Linked DNA regions of Xenopus laevis: region 1 is linked to region 2. A link is a contact called in public Hi-C data. All regions are on one chromosome and are shown on one strand. The core of a region is the stretch at or near the end of the contact, and the rest is flanking DNA. Distances in the headings are between cores, read along the strand shown.

Region 1 (6,355 bases), core at 170-2,669, 460 kb before region 2:
CATAGTACAATGCTGCAGTTGGAGCTTTATAGATGCTTAATTATAGTAAGGTCTACATAGTACTGACTAATAACCAGCTGCAGGCTGCTTGCAAGACAGAATGGTGTTAGCTGTATAATATTTTCATATGTCCTTTTTAGTTTATAGACTACTAAATTCAGGTTAAGGTGATCTGGTATTAGCAGTCTTAAATTAATACTGTCCAAAAATAGAACATTAATGTTGCAAATGTGCTCAGAGGACCACCCTGAATAAGTTAAATCCATGATTTCTTGGATACAGACCCCCCCCCCCGTTTTAAACCATATGTTTACAAATAAGATATCAAATCCTGATCATCTTTTTAAATTAGCTGTGTCTTCCAAAGATCTGTTTTTTTTATGTTTGTTTACAGTTACGGCAGTGCACAGATATGCATGAGCTCATTTAACAAGTAACTGCGTTATAGTCCTAAAACTGTTTGCCAGTCCCAATAGCTTATTTTGTTTTTATAACTCTTTATTTATGGTATTTATAAGTATATAACAACAAATTAATAGAATCATAAAAGGTAAATAAAGAAGTAAATGAAAAGTACATAAAATATATACAAAATAAAATCAAATTTAAATCAATGCGTAGTTCGATCAGTTACATTATGAATGTTATCATTCCTATGGCAGATTAGTAAGACATTTTTACCACAATGACCAGATAGATGTATGGAGATCGAGTTTGTCCTCCAAGAGGGCTGATAAATAGTGTATGGGCTGGATAAATTTGTCTATTGATAACAAGTATGATAGGAAGGGAGGGAGCCAACCAATGTAGGGCTATGACCCAGTGTGTGGCTGCTAGTATTTGGGATACTAGTTTGTGTTGATGTAGGGCAGGGACAGCAGTGCTGACTCCATGGTTTGTTCAATAGTTAACCCTATTATCTGAGAATAGATATTTCTTGAATGTTTTCTTGATCCAATCTGCTGTTCACATAAATTCATAGTTACACTGGAAACATGACCCACAATTTAATATTTGCCTGTACCATTTGATTTCTTCAGTTTAGCTTTAAAGTTAATTATTGTGAAAATTGTAATTTAATTTAAACTTCATATAACTCCTACAAGAAACTTTCTAAATAAATAAAATTCTTTACTGTGCTGGCATGAATGGTAAAAGGTGAATAAAAACTAGTCTGTCTCTCTTTATGCAATGATATGTAATTGGTGGGTGTTCCTTTTGCCACTCTAAACAATTTATTAAGTCAGAGGCATATTGGTAAATGTTTTCTCCACATATGTGGAAATACAAGCGTAGAAAAGGCCAGTTGGTGTGTCTGTCTTACAATGGGTCGTGTACCCGCGGAATACCTGCAAAGTGGTCGTGTTTCAGTCAAAAAGTCCCCTCTTCCCTGGCTGTGCGAGCACTCCGCGGGTAACCCAACTGGGTGCCCAGCAAAAGTGCTGCCTTGATCCCTCACCTGTGGTTCCAGCAGCTTTATTCCACTTTTGTGAAGTTTTGGCACCGGAGTGCCACTACTTCTGGTACAATGCAGTATGGGTCTGATATAGGGCTAAGAAAATTAACTCGCACAAGCATCTCGTCTGTGCACTGCTATTTCTTTACAAGCATAAAAAAAATTCCTGGTGTGCCACTGGTGATAGTGCTGTTTATCAATAAATATGCATTTAGGGCTCTTACTGATTGGTTGGCTCCCCTGCGCTCCCTCTTTATCTGTTAAACCGAAGGGGAGCACAGATAGAGACGCAGGCAATTCCTCTTTATCGGCCTGTCCTTATAATGACGCATGTAAGCACTAAACACAGGTGGAATGCTAATCTGTAAGAGCCCTAAGAGAGACCGATAGTTAGGAGGGGAATAGTGAAGTGTAACTTGATGATTTTATAAACTGTACAGAATGTTTAAATCCGTCTGGCAAGTTTTATTTTCAAAGCTTCAGTTTAATTTTTTATTTTCAATTTCCATTTTTGCAATATGTAGCTAAAGAAATAACCAAAGCCACATTTTCTGTGATTACAACATTAGGCAAGGGTCACAGATGGAGTAGCTTCAATTTCCAAGTTAAACTATTGAGTAAAATTAGATCATTAATTTGGGTACTTCCCAATATTAATGTTTTGAATAAATAAGATTTACCACAATCCATCAGTTTCCATTACAGTGGAACATCTGAGGTGGTAGTACTCTTCGTTTGGATCTAGGTGCGGCTGCTTCGATATTGCTCTCACACTTGGGCTCCCATGGTTTATGCAGTATTCGCAGAATCTATGATAGCAGACTATGATAATTAATAAAACAGACTTTCAAGGATGTTTATTCCATGTAGGCTTTGTACTCAAATGGGTAAAAATATCATTAAGCAGTAGTCGATCTTTAATAATTTTGTTTCATAGTCTGTTTTGTGCTGAGAGCCCGAAACTAAAATGTGCTCTAGACTTAACTCTGGAAAGTCTTAATTTGGAATGTATGCATTGTTTGTCTGCCTTTTAAGAATATTAAAATTGGCATACAAATGTTTTTATGCTGGTTAAAGGATTTTACATTTATACATGTACATGAGAAATAAACTTACAAGAACATTTTGTCCCTAATGCAACAATGTATTAAATCTGTGTTCAGATGAAATTCTTCTGAAACTTAATTGTATTTCACTGTTATAATTTTTATTATCGCCAGGTGGCAGTCATACCCAAAATATTGCCTCAGACAAGGAAAAACCGAAAGTTGAAAGATGTGTAAACGATCAAGCATATTCCCCATTCTAAAGTTACTTACTAACAATGCATAGAACTATTGTATTAATTGCCTTGTGCTTCTCTAGAGGCATTTAAAGACAGATTTCTCAGTGTGGGTTTACCTACCTATTTAGATGTATCTATATTTCATTTTTTTTTCCATTATCACTTTATTCATCTTCCTGTGCATAATATTTAGAAGGAAATACTACAGCTATGGGACAAGGTTTTCTGGATAATGGATCTTTCTGTAATTTGGATCTTTAGTAGAAAATCATGTAAACATTAAATTAACCAAATGGGCTTATTTTTTTTTTTTAATTCCAATAAGGATGATACTTTTGATCAAGAACAAGGTACTGTTTTGTTTTTTTGTTTTTTTCCCTGAATTTTAATTATTTGATAAAATGGAGTCTGGAAGAGGAGGTTTAAAGGTAAAATAGCCCACATCTGTACTATTTTTCTATTTGCATTGCAACTTGGACAACAGACAAGATTTATTCACATATTTTAGATACATATCAGGTTTTTATTGTGCACCTACAATCTGTTATCACAGGGAAAGAAATGGTGTAGTATTCTCTGTATTAGTAACTATTGGTTTTAAGTCGATGTTTGTTTTATGCCAGAACTCTACTACCAAAATTTATACCAAGTTAGATTAAAACTCTGTATTACATAGTAATGCCTGGCAATTAGACCGCAATGTGCAAATGTAATGTATTACTTTATTATTATTAGTGTGTGTGTGTGTGTGTAGATAGAGAGATATAGTGTACAGTATGTGAGACCTTGCTATACCATATATTTTCCGATCTGACATCTAAAACAGGTATTTACATCTTTCTACTTCTATCTTACCAAACTGCGAATCTATGCTAAACATAACGGTTTTTATGAAATTTCTGAAAATCGTCAAAGCTTGCATTTTACGCCATTATATACCTCACATTTCGTAACGACCAGCAAAGGGCATCCTAAATATGAACGACGGGGGTCTACTAAACAGGTTGATGCCCAATATGCATATATTTACCAAACTATGTCGCACACAGAGACCCCCAAATAGATACATAACAGACAAAATTTCCATGGGCAAAATGAAGTAACAAAGAACAGAGCGAAATGGTATGAAATCACTAAAATAAAACCACAAAAATTATTGCTTTTCTTTTTTTCGCCTAGTGTAATCAGCAGTCACAATCAAAGTTTGAATATTTTAGAAATAAGCAAACACCTGTGCAATGCTGAAAATGCAATAAAATTGCTAAACATGCAATGCATTGGCTAAAAAATGCACCAAAATCATGCAAAACAACACCTGATGCAGTAAGAAAAATAAAACAAAGCTATAAAATTGTGTAAGTATGTATACACTAGGCAAATTGTATGTTGTGTGAAACCATCCTGATCCCCCCCCCCCCAAAAAAAAAAAAATGTCTCTGTGTTACACTAACTCGGCGTGTGCAGGCTGCAGATTTTGTCCATGAAGATTGGAGGAGCTGGAGGGAGTCGCCAGATCGCTGATCCGGGTCGGGGGGCATCGATGGAAGAAGTAGGTGAGGAGTCGTGCAGGCAGCAGCACACGTGGCTGCTCGTCTTTCTGGGGTCCTTGGTTGATCGCGCCCACTTTCCAACCTGCTCTGCTCGCTGCCTAGGGGCTTCTGAGCAGGGGGGGGGGAGACCGAGTACAAATCTCTACAAATCTTTTCTAAGCTATAAACTTTTATTCAGCAAGCTATTTTCTCTGCAGGTTAGGAGGCCCCAGCAATTGCAGTTGCTAGAGCTGAAACAATTTATCAACATAAGCAGGTTAATTGAAATTGACAGCACTACACAGCCTTCCTCTATTGATGACGCAGATGGTTTCATGTATCCTGGCCTCGTGTATTCACCTGTAGTCAAGAGATAGCTTGAAGACTGTGTACATGCCGGATTTCAGCTGTTCTTTTGCCGCAGGCATGAAGGCTCTCTACTGCAGAAGCTTAAATTGTGTTTAGCATGTAATTGAAACAGTATTAAAATTCTGGGAGCTTTAGACCTCTCTTGTTGTGTTTTTTATGTATAAAGGGGGAAGAATATTCCACTAAATTTAGAATTTTTTTTAAATTTGTTTTTATCATTATTGTGTTCTGCTGAGTATTGATTGATCCCCTCCCGTGTGCCCCTGCCCTAAAGCATACATTCTAGTTACAAACTTTTAAAGATGTATATAGGAAGTGAGGTCACACGAATAAGGTGTCAATTACCATAGAAAGGTGTAGAAATATGAAGTCATCACGAAAATGACAGTCCCATACACGTATCCGTGCAATTCAAAAGAATATTTCCATAGTTTCAAAACATTTTCTTTTGCAAAAGTCCAAAAATTCACATAATAGAACTGCCCACTCCTTGGGCCTACCATGAAAAGGCTTGATAATCATGTATTAGCTAAAGAGGTATTCTTGCATTAGCCCTACAAATTAGTATATTGCATCTACCTTGGGCACAGAGATCTTTATATGAAAAGGAAACCATTTGAGCATAAGTTTCAAATCAATAGGCAACTTTGTCATTTAAGATGGGGTGCTGTCTTAACCAACGGAATTTATATTCTAAGTCACAACAGTATTTTGAAACCTCTAAACTATACCATTGGTGATACACTATGGTACTTTTACCTTGTGCGCTCTCTTTTTCTTTTTAAGATATCATGACTACTTATTTGAAGGAAAATTTTACATTATTTTTATATTAGATGATTTTTAAAGTATGGTAATCCAATACCGTTATGACCTCTTATCTGGAAAACCCCAGTTCCCGAACATTCTGGATTACAGGTCTGACACCTGTACTTGGTTAATATTGAAAATTGGAAGCATCTTCAAGCATGAAAAATGTTCCTGGTGCACAAGAAGTGACACTGTGAGCAACGTGTTGCTCACAATGCACTGGTCAGGGGTGTGAGCAGGATCAGACGAACAATCGGGTCTTGAACAGGGCAAAGTCCATTTATTGTTCACATATAAAGACTCTGTGAGCAAAGCAGCATAAAAAAATAAATAAAACAAAACAAAATCCTTGCCACACTTGGGCTCTAACTAATACACAGGATAGTTTCCCTCTCTACTACCGGTCCCCTACTGGGATTCCCGGTCAAACACAAAAAAAGTACAACTCCCTTTTGGGAAAAATAAACAGCTGCTTCCAATGGCTACACTCAGCTCCCAGCTCTCCTCAGTGTGTGTCTCAATCTTTCACTCTGAGCCCCAACCCTCTCTAGCAGCTAGCTGATCTAGCCTGCTAATTATTCCCCAGGTGCGATTTTTCTAGTGGAATTAACCCACTCAGAACTGCTGTACATATGGGAGTAAAGGTGGCCATACACGGATAGATCCGCTCGTTTGGCGATGTCGCCAAACGAGCGGATCTCCCTCCGATATGCCCACCTTGAGGTGGGCAATATCGGGCTGATCCGATCGTGGGCCCTAGGGCCCAACGATCGGATCCTAGCGTTCGCCAAACGGGCGGTCGGATCGCGGGACCGCATCAACGAACAGATGCGGCCGCGATCCGACGGGATTTTTAATCCCATCCGATCGAGATCTGGCCGACTTTCGGCCAGATCTCGATCGGGG
Region 2 (5,987 bases), core at 3,232-5,731:
AACTAAATATAGTTGCAAACCCTTCACATCACATTGATGCAGCAGGCCAAAACTTTGAATGACAAATAAAAAAAAAAAGACTAAACACTGTTAAATGATTTCACACCCTGGGTTCACTACAATAGTATCTGGTCATTACACTTTGGTGTGCAATCTGACAATGAAGTTTTGTTGACAAGAGTCTCATAAAGTCTTTACAATAAACATGGGAGAAACATGCATTCACACCATATCATAAGGATATAAATGAAAACCATGAATGCTTCTTTAAACAGTGTTCTGGCTTTTACAGAGATAAAGGTAGAATAAGAATTAACTGTAGATACAGTACTAGCACTGTAAACACTGATTGAACATCTAGTGTAAAAATATTTGGTAGTTTCATTATGACAACAAATGCTGAAAGAAAATAAACCATGCAAGTCAAAAGTCCAATTAAATACCCCTAGTGGTCTTACATTGCACTAATAAATTGAGCATTCAACAAGAACAAACCTAGTTGTGTTCAGATTCACTTTCATTTTCACTGGTGCAACTTAAATTTCAAAAGTTTGATTTTTGCTTTTACAATTGTGTTCAGTTTTTCAGCCACATCAGTGTGCTTAAGTTACTTAAATATTCAAAGGCAGATATAATCAAACATGAAACTTACAAAATCAGCTGGTTAGACAACTGCATCTGTTTGTGATTTGCATAAATAAGTATATGATTCATCTGTGTTCCTTTATATATAAGACATAATATCCAGGCGTGGACAAGGAAATCTTTGCAGGGCTTGTACTGTACAAATGTTCTAACCCATTTTTTATGAACTCTCCCTAAGTGCTACATTTAGCTGACCTCTATTTCTGATGTATCCTTGTGAATGTGCAGGTATACCATACACCTTTCTGTGTCCTCCTGATATAAACATAAATGTATTTGCTAAGGAAAAACTGGGCATTCACTCCACTGCAGATCACAAATGTAAAAATGTATTTTCCCTAGTATACCTGAAATATAGATATGATGAAATCAAAAAAACAAATGTTTTCTTAATTTTATGAAAGCAACAGGCACTTTGATACAGTAAGGTAACAAGTACATACGGTATATAGGCTCTCCTCTAGGCTATACACCTTTAAGAAATCTTTGGTCCTCTTTGCTGCCACTAAACTCTTGCACATTCATATCTATAAAGTATGAATGATGCATTCACCATTTTGTTTTATCATATTTGCAACTGTATCGTTCTCCTTGGAAAGGGGTATTTCTTTCAACCAAGCTGTGTTTCTTTGACTTTAAGAGGGTACTTGCTTCAAATCCAAAAATAATCCTTCGTTTGGAATATTTACTTCATTACACAAAGTCCATGAAACTTTTTGAATTCAAATATTAACTGAGCTGGACTGCCAGCCTGTACTTTTGTTTACTGTTGATCCCTTATACATTAAGGGTGGTGATCACTAATGTAATAGGCTGCTTGTGCTCTTGAGCTTAACCCAATTACAATAGTCTAGCTTAGGCCTTGCACCCATGTAACCACATGAACCACAAGCTTCACAAAGATTCATACCTAGAGCAGATCATGACTGCACAAAATCGCACCACACTGTAATAATTGGGTTCCCCCTTTTTGTAAGTGTAAGAAACATTTTCCTCCTAATAACTGTTTACTCAATCTTAATTACAAGGTAACCAAGTGGAGTATGTATGTTGTTGGCATGTGAAAACAGGTTGAACTTGGGCAATATAGTAATTGCTGAAGTTAGCATCAGCTACATATGGTGCTGGTTGATAGTAGCAAGTTACATTAGCCACATTAGGGATAATGTTTTGTTCAGCCAAGACACGAATTGCTAGCATGGTGATAAGACTCAAAGTCTGCCTTCTTTCATGGCCCATCAAGCAAACTGTGCTTTCATTGACTACACCATGAAGAGTCATGAGATAGTCATACTTGCGGTCTTCTAATCCCACAAAGTGGTTCTGCAAGTAAGACTCCAGCTTTCTTTGCTGCTCACCAATGTCTGAAAAGTCAATGAAAAATCTAGAACACATGTACCTCTGCAGGGACTTCATCTCTGTTTCTGAAGCTGCCCTGAAGCCCCTTACTAAAAGGTTACAATATTTGAGAAGGCCACCTCCACGGATCTCCTCAGGATTCCTGGTGGCAATAACCTTGTTACAAAGGTGATCAAAGGCCTCCTGGAAGTCCCCATAAACACTCTCCCCAATAATGGTTGGGTGGAAAGTTTCAGTCATTGGGTTCTGAGAACACTCATAAAACAGCAAAAGAGAATCCAGTTTAATCTGAAAGGAATCAACGCTGAATTCAAATTGCCTCCGCAAAGAATCCACAAACTTGAGTTCCACATTTTTGCCATGGTTGTTGGATAAGGAGATAAGACTCCATCGATCGGAGTCATTGCAGACTTTTACCATTTTCTGCACGTATGCCTCCTGCAATGTGAAATATAAGACAAAACCATCACAAAAGTGAAGTGAGAACCAGACAGACAAACAATCCTTGTTTCTTAACATGAACTGCAAACCACTGGAAGGAAAAAAAAAACTGTGGTAAACAAAGCCACAGCACTGCACTGTGAAACATTTATACCCTTAAAGCAGAAACAAAAGGATTTAAGAAGACAAAACTATTTATATGTATTCCTGTAGGTCTACTTAAATGACACTTGTTAAACTATTTGAGTGTCAAAAATGTTCTTAATATGTATATCCTCACTCACTATCACTGCAGGTTAAAGAATATAAATTACCCAAAACCCTCTGAACTTGGGTGCTATGGAAGTTGATTTGGATCTTCCTGGCACGGAGAGGGTAAAATTAATTTTCTATAGTCTGTAGTAGAGCTTTAGTTAGGTGCTACGCCACAGGGCCCTCTGGCTGCACGCACATTAATTAAAGTGCACAGCAGGAGTGCAGAAAAGCTATGGCAAATGAACATTTTTTTCTCAGTCACAATTTCACTAATGGAAAAAGTCTCTTCCGCTTCTATAAGCAATATTCTACCCTGATAAAATATGGCGTCTGGATATATATATATCTGTAGCTCTCCATCTGTTGGTAAAATGCAAGAATCCTCCTTGGAGTTGTATACCAGACACAGTAAGCATACAGCAATTTAGACATGAATGGGCAGGTATAGGGCACATTCCCCCGGGGCCTCTTTTACAGCTAAAAGGGGGGGGTTCACCTTTAAGATGGCTTACAGTATGTTATAGAATGACCTAAACAACTTGTCAATTGGTCTTTATTATTTATTTTTTATAGGTTTTAAACGATTAACTTTTTTCTTCTGATTCTTCCCAACTTTAAATGGGGGTCAGTGACCCCATCTAAAAATGAAATGCTCTGCAAGGCTACAAATGCATTATTGCTACTTTTTATTACATGCCCTTCTATTCAGGCCCTCTCCTATTCATATTCTAGTGTCATAGTCAAATCAGTGCATGGTTGCTAGTGTAATTTGGACCCTAGCAACCAGATTGCTGGATTGGAGCCAATGCTTGGCTGTTTAAGTGTACTGTGATTGCTAGCAGTCCTTCTATGCTTTCTGTGACATCTGAGAGCTCGGTTTCACTAAAGTCAGTGGTAAAGGATTAATTGTGTCTCAGAAGAGGCGGCAGTGTGGCAGCTCCAACGAATATAATAATAATGTTAATAATAAATGGGAGTATAGTAAATGCCATTTCGAAACTGAGGACATTTCCCTTTAAAATACACCCCCCCCCCCACATACACACACACACACACTCTGCACAGAATACTTTTTGTACCTTTAGGGTGAGGGGCGAGATCTTTTCCTTGTTAACCCCTTCAGGTAAGAAGTCCAGCAAGCAGTCCAGCACTACATCCTTGACAGTGTGGAACTCGGCCTCCCCTGTGAGGTCGGTGCAGAAGATGAGGTCCAGGTCCTTATAGCCCAAGCCGCTGTCCTCGTGCAGAATGTGACTGGCCGCCGAGCCGTTCAGCCGAACATCCCTGACTCGTATCCCCTTGTCCTCCAGGCGGCTCCGCACCACCTTCACGATCTGACTGGGCTTCATCTCCAGGGTCGGGAAGTTGCCGCGGCCGTGGATGGGAATAGTTTCGGTAAGGATAGCGTCCAGCCGCTGCACTTGCTCCCAGCTCAGAACATTACAGTTGGCGCTATCGCAGTTGCCCGTGCTTATCCCGCTCTGGTCGGAGAGCTCTTCGTCTGCCATGGTTCCCTACACCTTTGCCAAATCGCAGCAGAGGGGCAGCTTATGGCCAGTTAGTCTCTCTAAGCCCGGGAAAGCACTAATGCGCAGTCTACAAACAGCTCCTAAAGCCCCACTAATTTGCTGCGCAATGGCTTTCCTCGGTGCTACTTCCTACTCCCAGTGCCATGTACTCAATGCTCCTTCCGCAGCTCCGCTCTACAACACTAATTCTGCCTGCGATTTTTTTCCTCTCTCTACTTTATATACACGGGCTCTATGTCTGCGAGTGTCACCCGGCCCCGCCCCCTCATACACGTCCCGCCCCTCAGCGGAGCTATGTGCCCGAGCTGTTCTCCCCTAATGCAGACTGGGTAATCCAGCCAACCCTGCTTTTGAGGTACTGAAACCCGCATGGGACTGTGGGACATATGGTCAAAGCTGCCATGGAACAATGTAGCTTTCGGTCTTCCAGTCGAAAAGACTTTAGGTATTGGCGTTAGAAATATATAGCGAAGGCATAGCCCACTCCTTGGTGTATGATGGGGGTCCAAACTTTTCATTGAATTTACTGAGGTGCCACTTGGGTACTTCCAACTCAACGTCTGGGCTGCCGCTGGGCCGGAAGGCTGTTGGTATTATACTTTATATAAGCCTTGGAACACTGTGTCATCTTCCTCCCCCAACATAAGTGCAGCCTCCAGTCTCCCACTCATTCAGAAAAACAGGGATGACCCCCCCAGACCCCCCCACCCCTGAGCTGTTAGTTGGACCCAGGGCTTCCCCCATGTCACATAATAATCAGACAGAAGTTCAGGTAGAGACGCCTGCAAGCTTCCAGAGCTCTCGGGGATATGCCACTAAAATGTGATTGGCAACCGGCGCCGTCCAATCAGAATGCGATTACGCAAATGTGACTCAAGCTGTGACACACTAGAGCGATCCATGACACTAGAGCGATCCATGAGGGATGAGGGTGGGTGTCGGAGTCAGTCGCTTTTTTCGTGAACTCTGCGGCGCGTAGACAATAGCAGGGAGAAGCTGTTTTATTAGAACTATAAACACGGAGGAGGATTTTAACCTGTTTAATGTGCTTCTAAATTCAGTATATATATATTGCAGGGATTTCTGACCTGCGTCTCAGTGAAAGCCGGATGCTGGCAGGTGTTGATATAGGTATAGTTCAGCAACAGCTGCTGCACTCTGGACAGACATGATTTATGCAACATACACCCCAGATTTCCTTCCGTACCAGGGACCCCTTTGCTATAACTCTGGCCAGGGCTGATGAACAGTGGGAAGTGTCATGTTTCCATTGACCTGCGATTTAAAGGAAGAACAGGTTGTCTGTATATGTTTTGCATAGGGCTACTGTTTGCCACCTGGCCGGTATTTTACGGGCCTGGCCTGTAAAAATGATGGTTGATCTCAATGTTATTAATAGAGGAAAAAAGATAAATATATAATTATATTTTTTCCAGAAAAGGTGGCAACCCTAATGCTTACAGAAATTCATATTCTGCCAAATACTAGGCAGATTTACAGGCAGGCAAAACAGCATGTGCATGACTTCTGGCACTTTGTTAAAGTTCAACGCTTTGCTTGCGTAGAAAGCTGCTGTTTTATCTTTTTAATCTCCGGAAAGGGAATAGATAATGAATTATGGATGATCATTTGCAATCCCGCTCTCACACGGTTCTGACAGAGCCAAGCAATAGCATGAAATGTATCTGGCTCCTCGCCCTGGGGCGCATTGAGTTCAGCGGCGAGACAAGAGTGCCCCCTATCAACCGTTTCATGTAA

Evidence for each region. A called contact is a pair of places that touch in the nucleus more often than the background predicts.
Region 1: a contact with region 2 is called in a Hi-C map of the XL177 cell line, with 5 times the contacts expected there. The contact joins the enhancer-like site here to the promoter of tent5a.S in region 2. A contact is called at or near these places in 2 of 4 Hi-C or Micro-C datasets (the XL177 cell line and the XTC cell line).

The regions. Positions count from the first base shown.
Region 1 is chr5S:76,493,060-76,499,414 of Xenopus_laevis_v10.1, reverse strand. The region is part of intron 3 of bckdhb.S (branched chain keto acid dehydrogenase E1, beta polypeptide S homeolog); the gene reads left to right. Among protein-coding and RNA genes, the nearest start is that of bckdhb.S, 12 kb to the left of the region's middle. Within about 2 kb of position 1,419, at least 1 of the 7 cell types and tissues checked has an H3K27ac peak or open chromatin away from gene starts, as enhancers often do.
Region 2 is chr5S:76,034,661-76,040,647 of Xenopus_laevis_v10.1, reverse strand. tent5a.S (terminal nucleotidyltransferase 5A) reads right to left here and starts at 4,481. Exons shown (of 2, transcript XM_018265472.2): 1 at 3,780-4,481; 2 at 1-2,442. The coding sequence starts at 4,208. The coding sequence ends at 1,663. LOC121394251 (a long non-coding RNA gene) reads left to right here and starts at 4,001. Exons shown (of 3, transcript XR_005961586.1): 1 at 4,001-4,095.